Linked DNA regions of Callithrix jacchus: region 1 is linked to region 2. Evidence: chromatin contacts called from public Hi-C data. All regions are on one chromosome and are shown on one strand. The core of a region is the stretch at or near the end of the contact, and the rest is flanking DNA. Distances in the headings are between cores, read along the strand shown. Region 1 overlaps RYK (receptor like tyrosine kinase). Region 2 holds the start of LOC144579927.

Region 1 (4,287 bases), core at 100-2,599, 92 kb before region 2:
ATGCACAAAAGAAATCAGCAATGCCAGCAGGAACTGGGTTTGGAACCTTGAGACCATGTGACCCTTAAGTAAATTAATAACTTCTCTGAGTTTCGTTTTTTTGCAAAATGAGGGTTACACAACATGTTATGAGGATCCAATAGGATCATTAATGCAATACACCTGTTAGCCTGGCACCAGTCCCCTCTGATAAATGCAGACATCAGTGGCATCAGAAGTCATTCCAAAATAGCCACCTGATTGCCAGGCTGCACTTCTCCATAATCATCAGCCTACTGTTGGCCCCAGGGATTCTGACATAAACCCCCCTGGGTCTGTCAAGAACACTGTTGCAGGCCTTCTGTTTTTACCCCCATTCTAAGAACCTCCCTATTCAGAACAGCCTCCTACACTCTTGGCTTCTTCACAAATATCTTCCAATCTTCTTCTACAACCTGACTTTCCTTAAAAGTCATCTGTTCCCCTGCCTATCATTCAGTTCCTATAATACCTGACCTTCAGAGCCTAGATAAAGGGTCAGCACTCTTTAGGATCACTAGGTCAAGACCAGACCTAGTGTCTTGGCCTGTTCGCAGACATCCCTTCCTCATGCCCTCATATAAATCCCCTCTACTTTGAAGCTCACAACTTCTTTGAGACCAAGGCTTACTCTGTCACCCAGGCTGGAGTTCAGTGGCGTGATATCAGCTCGCTGCAACCTCTGCCTCCTGGGTTCAAGCAATTCTCATGTCTCTGCCTCCTGAGTAGCTGGGACTATAGGCACACGCCACCATGCCCAGCTAAATTTTGTATTTTTAGTACAGACGGGTTTTCACCATGTTGGCCAGGATGGTCTCAAACTCCTGACCCCCAATGATCCACCTGCCTTGGTCTCCCAAAGTGCTAGGATTACAGGCCTGAGCCACAGAGCCCAGCCAAAGCTCACAACTTCTACTCATAATGGTGACTTCTCATGCCATCAACACCAGGGACCCACACAGGACTTGCAGAGGCCTTGGTCTCCTGCCATGTTCTCCCTGGCTTCAATATTCAGTATTCAATATCCTGCCACACTAAAGAACTACTTTATTACTAAAACAAATGCAAAAATGCCATTCTACCAAAGATCCCATCACCACCTTTCACCACTCACCTCTAATTCCTATAAAACCAGTTCTCTGACTCCACCACTCCAAGTCAGCCAACATTTACAAGGCACATTTATGAGCCAGGACTGTGTTCATAGCAGGATGCAGTAGCCAGTTAAAGCCACTTCCCTTCTCTCCAGTCTAGCCATGAACACCTAGTTTCAAGTTCCCCACAGCCCATGCCCTAAAGAAGGCAACATTACTGACAATTATATTGGCACCTTCAGCTGGTTCACTCCCTCCATGCTCTCAGACAGCAGCTCCAATATCCTGACCACCCCTTAGTCTACTCCTGCCACTCAGCACTGCTGAAGGAAATCCATCCTACAGAGAAGCTCTTACACAACAACGACCTCCAGGCTCAGGGGAGGCCCTTAGTTCCACTCAGCAACCCCTTCCTCACTGGCCCTCTCTTCCCTAGTCTTATTCCAACCTCACAGGTCCTTCCCACTTCCTCACCCTCAATGTTCTTGTCCTTTTCCACTAGCACAGAGGAGCTCCCTTTCTGCCTTTTTTTCCAGCACCAGGCAGATCTGGTAGAGCATCCATTCTTTTCATTCCAGTCTCAAAGAAAGATCCATTTTCCTATCCAAATGCCAAATGTAAATCCTTCTCTCCTAAGTACACTAAGTTCTAGTCCGTTTCACCACTGATGGGATATCTTAATTTCTCTCTCTTGTTCTCTTTTACCTTCAATCTCTCCCAAGTGTCCAATTACCTACTCGACTTATCTACCTAATAATCCTACAGCCCTCCAACTTAACAAATTCAGAGCTACACTTACTATTTCCCCCGAAACTTGCCGTCTCCTTTATTCTAGGTCTCCGTTATCACAAGGAAAGAGGCAGAGGACCAGAGACCAGAACCCCTAAGTAAGCAGAGAGGGTGTGGCAAAGGGGTCAAGGGCCCTAACTGCAGTTCTAAGAAAGGGGTAAGACTGGCACCTGAGCGTCTCAGTGTGGCAAGGGAAAAAGGAGGCAAGAAGGGAGGTAAATGAGGTTGTGAGTACAGCTGGCTTGAATGAGGGGACAGGGAGAGGTGCAAAGGGCTGAGGAAGAGGTCTGAGAAGGCAGCCCTTTGGCCTTCTCCAAGCAGCTTGGAGGAATATGAAGCATGAATGGGTGGAAGCCCGCTTTCTGGCTCCTTTTTTGAGGAACTGTCTGAAAACGGGAGGCATTCACAAGGTAGCTCTCTTCTCCCTCTCCAGTCTTAAGGATACAAATTTTAAACCCACAGTTTCTGGGATTAGAGAAGAAACTGCCAATTATTGAAGTCCAATTTTCTCTAGTTTGGCATGTATCAATCTGTAAGGACTCTCACTTGCCAATCATCCTTTAAAGAAACATATCTGCTCAAAAGTTAAATTTGTAGTCTACTGGGACAAAGAGATTTGAACAGCAGTTGTTTATCAGAATGTAGAGTGAGCCAAAGTACTTCAAAAAGGAAACTACAGGCCAGGCAGTAGCTCATGACTGTAATCCCAGAACTGTGGGAGGCCAATGCAGGTAGATTACTTGAGGCCAGGAGTTCAAGACCAGTATGGCCAACATGGCAAGACCCTGATCTACTAAAAATACAAATATTAGCAGGGCATGATGGCAGGCACGTGTAATCCCAGCTACTCGGGAGGCTGAGGCAGGCAATCATTTGAACGCAGGAGGCGAAGGATGCAGTGAGACGAGATCGTACCACTGCACTCCAGCCTGGTGACAGAGTAAGACTCAGTCTCAAAAAAAAAAACTACAAAAAATATAAACATTTGAATAAACTAAAAAATAAACATTTTTGCTAATGTTCCCTTACTTGGAAATAAACAGCAATTACAAATAGGAAGCTAGTAAGTTAAGCCATTTCCTTCTGGAACACAGAGAGTACAGATTTAAAGTGATGAAAACACTTGTCTACAGCCAAACAACATTTTAATTTCTCTGAATTTACCAGAAGTAATGCCTTTCTCATAGAAACCTTATTCTGCACAGGGCACAGTCACTGGCCTCCAGCGGTGCTGCTGGAACTCTGGACAAGTTCCCTGCAACTCCTCCTAGACAATGATGATGAGTTCCTGAAAGCAGAGAATAGCCACAAGGTGGGGGTGGGTAGTGGAAATATTCTGCTACATTTTGGCAAGTTTCTGCTTTTTGGCTATCTAAAATAACTACTGACACTTAACAGACACAATTACATGTTTTTCCTAGATATTGGGGGCTGTTCTGGAATACGGAAGAAACTAATTATCTGTTAAAGCCTATCAGTAGCCTGCTTTTCAGTGTGTGGTCTTATGAAAGAGAAGCAATACTGGAGTTCTCTCCCATCTCAAAATGCAATTCACACAATGGTCTTTCCTGACCACTCACTAAGAGTAAGACAGCTTCAAGCCTCCGAAGAGACCACAATCTGGGCGGCAAGACAAAACAGTGGAAACACTGAAGAACACCGCTATTGCCAGAAGCTGTGATATATGAAAACTAATGTTAAAATATCTACAATGTTGAACTGACATATATACCAGGGAGCCTGCAGATCTCTGGAAACAAATATTTCATCTTCTGGCAAAACCTTAAAAAGCAAAAACCAAGAGTTTCTGAGCTTGTGTCAGAGCTTGAGAGCCACAGCCTTCTTTCTGAAAGTACATGATTACACCTCAGGGCTAAATTATTAGGTGACAAACCCTTCATCAAGCTTCCCCTGCCCTCATGTGTGACTTTCTCATTTCAGGTCATCTTTACCCCTACTTCAACCATCTTAAGCAAATCCCTTTCCAAATCTGGGTCTTAATTCCCTCATAGGAACTGATCAATAACCGAAGTACAACCATATAATAATAAATAATACAGCCATTTGAAAGGGGAAAAGGTGCAACTCTTTATCAAGTGACAGATCCTTGACCAGGATACTGTTCAGTGCTCTGCAAACTGCAGAAAAGTATGTGGTATGTTAGTTTTTCAAAGACGTATACACACATATACACATGGATGCTTATATATGCACCAACTATTTCTAAAGGAAAGACAAGAATCAGGCAACAGTGGCTGACTCAGGGAAGAGGATCTAAGTAGCTGGATTGCTCAGGGATGGTACTAGAAGGTGTAGGGGACTTATTTTTCATTGTATACCCTTTTTGTATATGTCTTTTCTAATTTTTACTATGTGCATATATTAT
Region 2 (4,421 bases), core at 108-2,607:
ATTTCTCTTACTATGGAATTGGGAAGGCCTGGGGGTCGTTTATTCATTTTCAGCACAAGGATGAAGTGAGGCTCCGAAGAGGTCAGCCATTCATGTGAGTATGCAGGAAAGGTAACGGGAGATGGGGGCCGGTCCTCCCTTGGAACCCAGCCCTCCCAGCCCAGTTCCGCTGCACACACTGGACACACGCGAGTGTGGGGAATGATATGACACTTCAGTGAGGAGGGCCCTGAATTGAAGTAACTCCAAGAGAAGGGGCTGAATTTCTGAGGCCATTTCATCCCCCAAACCAGATCCCTACCTAGGCCCAGTGGGAAATCACAATCCCACTCATCTTCAGAAAGGAACCTTAGAATGCAAGGCTTAAATGCCAGTCTAACCACATGACTGGCCAAATCCCTGGAGGTTCTTTAGCAGAATATCAGCACAATGGCATGTTGCCTGCAGAATCCTACAAAGGACTCTAGGCTGGGTGCAGTAAGTAGCTCGCGCCTATAGTCCCAGTTATTAGGAGGCTGAAGCAGGAAGATGGCTTGAGCCTGGGCATATGAGGCTGCAGTGAGCCAGGATAGCACCACTGTACTCTAGCTGGGTGTTAGAGGAAGACTCTGTCCCACAGACACACACACAGGACTCTAGAGTAGAGGCCAGAAAGTTCCTTCTCCTGGCAGAGCCTCCTCCCTGCCTCTGCTGCCCTGGACCACAGCTCCTTCCAGAAGGCCCACCCTGTCCTGCTCTGCCCTGGGCGGGTCCAGCAACCCTTGTGGTCCTCGGATTGCACACTGGGGCTGCTTCTGCCTTGTCAGTTATCACTCTGCACTGAAATGGCCAGGCATCTGCTTCCCCCAGGGGACAGTGAGTCTCTTGGAGGTAGGGGCTGGGTTCCATAAGTGTCTGTAAAATGAATAGGCTCCTCACGGGGGCTTCTCTTGTGTCTGACTTAGTCATCATCACCTCGAGTACCCTCACACCCCACTGAGACAGAGCTGTGGCACTGCCATTTGATGAACTGCCAGGGTATTGTAAAATGTCTAGAATGTCCATCTTCTGTGTTACAGGGAAGAGGCAGACCCTGAGCCAGGGCTGCAACCTCAAATCAGGGCTGCATGGCCACTTGCCACCTGGTCGCTCTGGGCTCACCTCCAGATATTGCAGGCAACACCCCTGCCAGGTAGGAAGGGGGCCACTTTATTTTCCGGCTTTCAGAGGCTACGAAACCAACCAAGCAAGGCAAGTCAGCCATCAGGCTCAGCCTGGCAGGCAGCGCTCCTGACTTCCCACCCTTCCTCCAGGCCAGGTGTCTGCCAATGAGAGCCTGGGTTCTGCTTTCCCGCCTTTCCTGGCAGCACAAACCACGCTCAGGATGGTGAGCAATGCAAGTTCCAGGCATGCCTTTCTGCATTGCTGGGTTCCCAGGTGTCACTTCATCTACAGGGTGAGTCCTCCACAGTTCTGTGGGCTGATACACATGCAAATTTCCCCACGCAAATACTGTTAGGCCATGTGGCACCTTTCCCACTGAGAAAGCTCCTCGTCAGCAAGCTGGGGAATGGGTGAAAGCCCATGCTGTGCCGGCCCAGGGCGGCACACACTGGCCGGGAGTCTGGGCAAGGCCCCCTGCGGGGGCAAGCGGACAGCACACACTGGCGCCTCGAGTCGCTGCGGGACGACGAGGACTTCCGCAGGCCTGTGGTCTGGCTCTAGGGAAAAGCCCATTTGCTCACCTGATCCCGTGGTGTTTCCACGTCGGCGCAGCTGTGCGTGTGCTGGTGTGTGCGATCCGAGTGGTTTCTATACCGTCGTGGAAACCCCCAGCCCAGCGGTTGTAGACTTTCTTGGGGCCTCGACTCTCCCCAGGAGCGTGATCCTCCCTACGGGGCAGCGGCGCTTTACCCGGCGGGGCGGGTGGACACTCCTACAGACCTACTTTGGCCCATTTTCACTCAGTTTCCAACCCAGAGCTGCAGGGACAGGGGCGGGCTGCGTTTCCTTCGCTGAGCCCTCCGCAGGGCCGCCGCGCGGGCGGGCAGGGCCAAGGCTGCAGCGGGGCCGAGGCCTGAGATGCCTGCGCGGGAGCCGACCCCGGGAGCCGGGAGCCGCGGCGGGAGCGCGGAGAGGTGCGGGCGCTAGAGAGGGCCAAGGCCGCGCCCGGGGGGACGGGGAAGCCGGGAGAGGAAGCAGCCCGGGGGCGAGGTGTTTTGTCACCAAGGCTGAGGGGCCGTGAAAGCTTTTTACCTGTTTTCACTGGGAGCAAATAACAAAACTGAAAACGACGGAGGAGTGGGGCTGCAGCAATGGAGGCAGCAGTGTGGGGAGGCCGAACGCTTCCCGGTGAAGAGGGAGAGGGGACTCCCAGACCCAAAAGGCGCGCTGGGCACGGAGTGGGGCAGCCGCCAGGGGGCGCCCGCACTAGCTCGGGTTCGGGCTCCGGGCCCGGGAGGGGCGGTCGGCGGCGGGGAGCGCCCGGGAGGGGAGGGGAGGGGCGGGGCGGGGCGGAATCCGGGACTGTGCTCTGGCCGCGGCGTGAGGAATGCGGCCTTTGGCTGGTCCCAGGCCGGCATTCCGGCCGGCACAGGAATGTGAACAGGGTGTTCACTGCGCTCTGTGAGTGCAAAACTTGGTTCTCCTCCCCTTGGAGAACGCTGGCCCCCTCTGAGCCACCCCTCCGAGCTCCTGGCACGACTGTCCGTCCGGGTGGAGGACAGGGCCCCGAGGGAGGACTCGCAGGAGGCACCGGACAGGGGTGCAGCGGGAGGGAAGGCCGCAGGGGTGCGCTCATGCGCTGAGAAAGCCTGGCCAGTAGCTGAAAGGGGAAATAGAGGACCTGCCCCTCCCCATCATCAGCCTCAAGGGACACAGGGTTCAGATTTCAAAATGTGCCAATTTAGGGGCCATATTGTGAATGGCAAGACCTGGGGAGAGACGCGGAGAGGAAAAGCGGACAATATAGTTTGGGATTAGGCGCTTTCTGACCGCCCAGAGAGTGACTGAATAACTAACAGCATTTGACTCATTCATTTACCGACTGTCTGCTCCATGCCAGTCCCTGAGATTAATTTTGGGGACATAGAGGTGAAGTCATCCTCTGTCCTTGAAGGGATGACATTCTGATCCTTAAGACGGTCTCTGAAACACCCAGGGAGAGCTGCGGGAGCCCAGGATGTGGGGGGACACCAAGGAATAACCCAGATTGGAGGTGGAGATACAGGAGGTCTTCCCCGGAGAAGCTGCGAAGTAACTTGGAAGACCTGTAGGAGTCAGCCCAAAAGATGGGGGAAGAGTATTTTAGACAGAGGGAACCTTGTGGAGGAAGAGCCTATGGTCTGACTGGCCCCCAAACAGAGAGTTAAGTCTGCTCCAGGCCTCTCCCCATGCCTGCCAAAGGCCCAGCTGAGTCACAGTAAGGGTCAGGGTGTCCACCTCAGTCCACCCATGATGTCAGTTGGTCTGTGGCGCCCCTCTTCTGCAAGAGGCACAGCAGTGGCCCATGAGGAGTGAGAAGAGAATCAGGGCTCAGCACACTGCTGTGGGAGTATTGTGGGGACTGACAGATAATCCCCATAAAGCATCTGGCAGGGGGCCTAGCACCTAGTAGGTGTATACATTGGCTCTGTATACATTGGCTGGTCTCTCCTCACCTTCCCGATCGACCGATTCCTCTTCCCCTTCGTGGTACTGGTTTCTGGTTCCGAAAAGGCAGCTGTCCAGCTCTTCCCTGGGGAGGGGCCTGGTCAAGGGGAAGACCATGCGGGTCTAGTCATGGAACTTCCTGATTTTTGTCCCTCCCTGGTTTGGGGGTGGTAGCACATAGCACATGAGACTGGCGTGGTAGAGGCCATCATAAAGGTCCTGGAATACATCCAGGGCGTCCGGTGCTGTGGGCAAGGAGGAATTGGAGCAGAGAAGGGCCTTGCTTGCAGGTGCAGCGTGGGAGATTGGCCCACGGGCTGAGAACAGGATGAATGAAGCAAGGAGGGTCAGGGTCAGGAAGGCTGAACTTGGGCAGTATCCAGGAAAGGACTGATGGGAGCTCGGAGGGCAGGGACAGAAAGCAGAGCTGGGAGGTTGTCACTGGGGAGGTAGAGGAGACCAGACCCTTCCACTGATTAGCTGCAAGGTGGGACCAGGACTCTAAGCCACCTACTAAATCCTCACCTGGCTTGGCTCAATATGGATCTGAGCACACGAGGCCACAGGGGATCATAGTCTCTGTGTGCCCCAAATGTCACTGAGTGATGGAACAGGAATGTTTATATCCAGAAGTTCTTTGTTAGCACCCCCTTCCCGGGAATGCACTGGGACCTAAATTCTTGTGTGCAGAGGAAAAGTGCAGGCCTTGGAATGGCCTCTCCAGCATTGTTCCTCAGCAAACACAGGAAGATGGGTTTCCTTTAGCTGTGTGGTGCTGACATCTGAATCCG

The links. Hi-C and Micro-C count contacts between places; a contact is called where the count stands out from the background.
Region 1: a contact with region 2 is called in a Hi-C map of skeletal muscle, with 4 times the contacts expected there. The contact joins the enhancer-like site here to the promoter of LOC144579927 in region 2. A contact is called at or near these places in 3 of 3 Hi-C or Micro-C datasets (induced pluripotent stem cells and skeletal muscle).

What each region holds. Positions count from the first base shown.
Region 1 is chr17:49,960,248-49,964,534 of calJac240_pri, reverse strand. All of the region lies in intron 2 of RYK (receptor like tyrosine kinase), which reads right to left. Among named protein-coding and RNA genes, the nearest start is that of RYK, 35 kb to the right of the region's middle. Within about 2 kb of position 1,349, at least 1 of the 16 cell types and tissues checked has an H3K27ac peak or open chromatin away from gene starts, as enhancers often do. A contact at or near this core is called in skeletal muscle, where this site is marked.
Region 2 is chr17:49,868,128-49,872,548 of calJac240_pri, reverse strand. LOC144579927 reads left to right here and starts at 1,357. Exons shown (of 2, transcript XR_013528631.1): 1 at 1,357-1,435.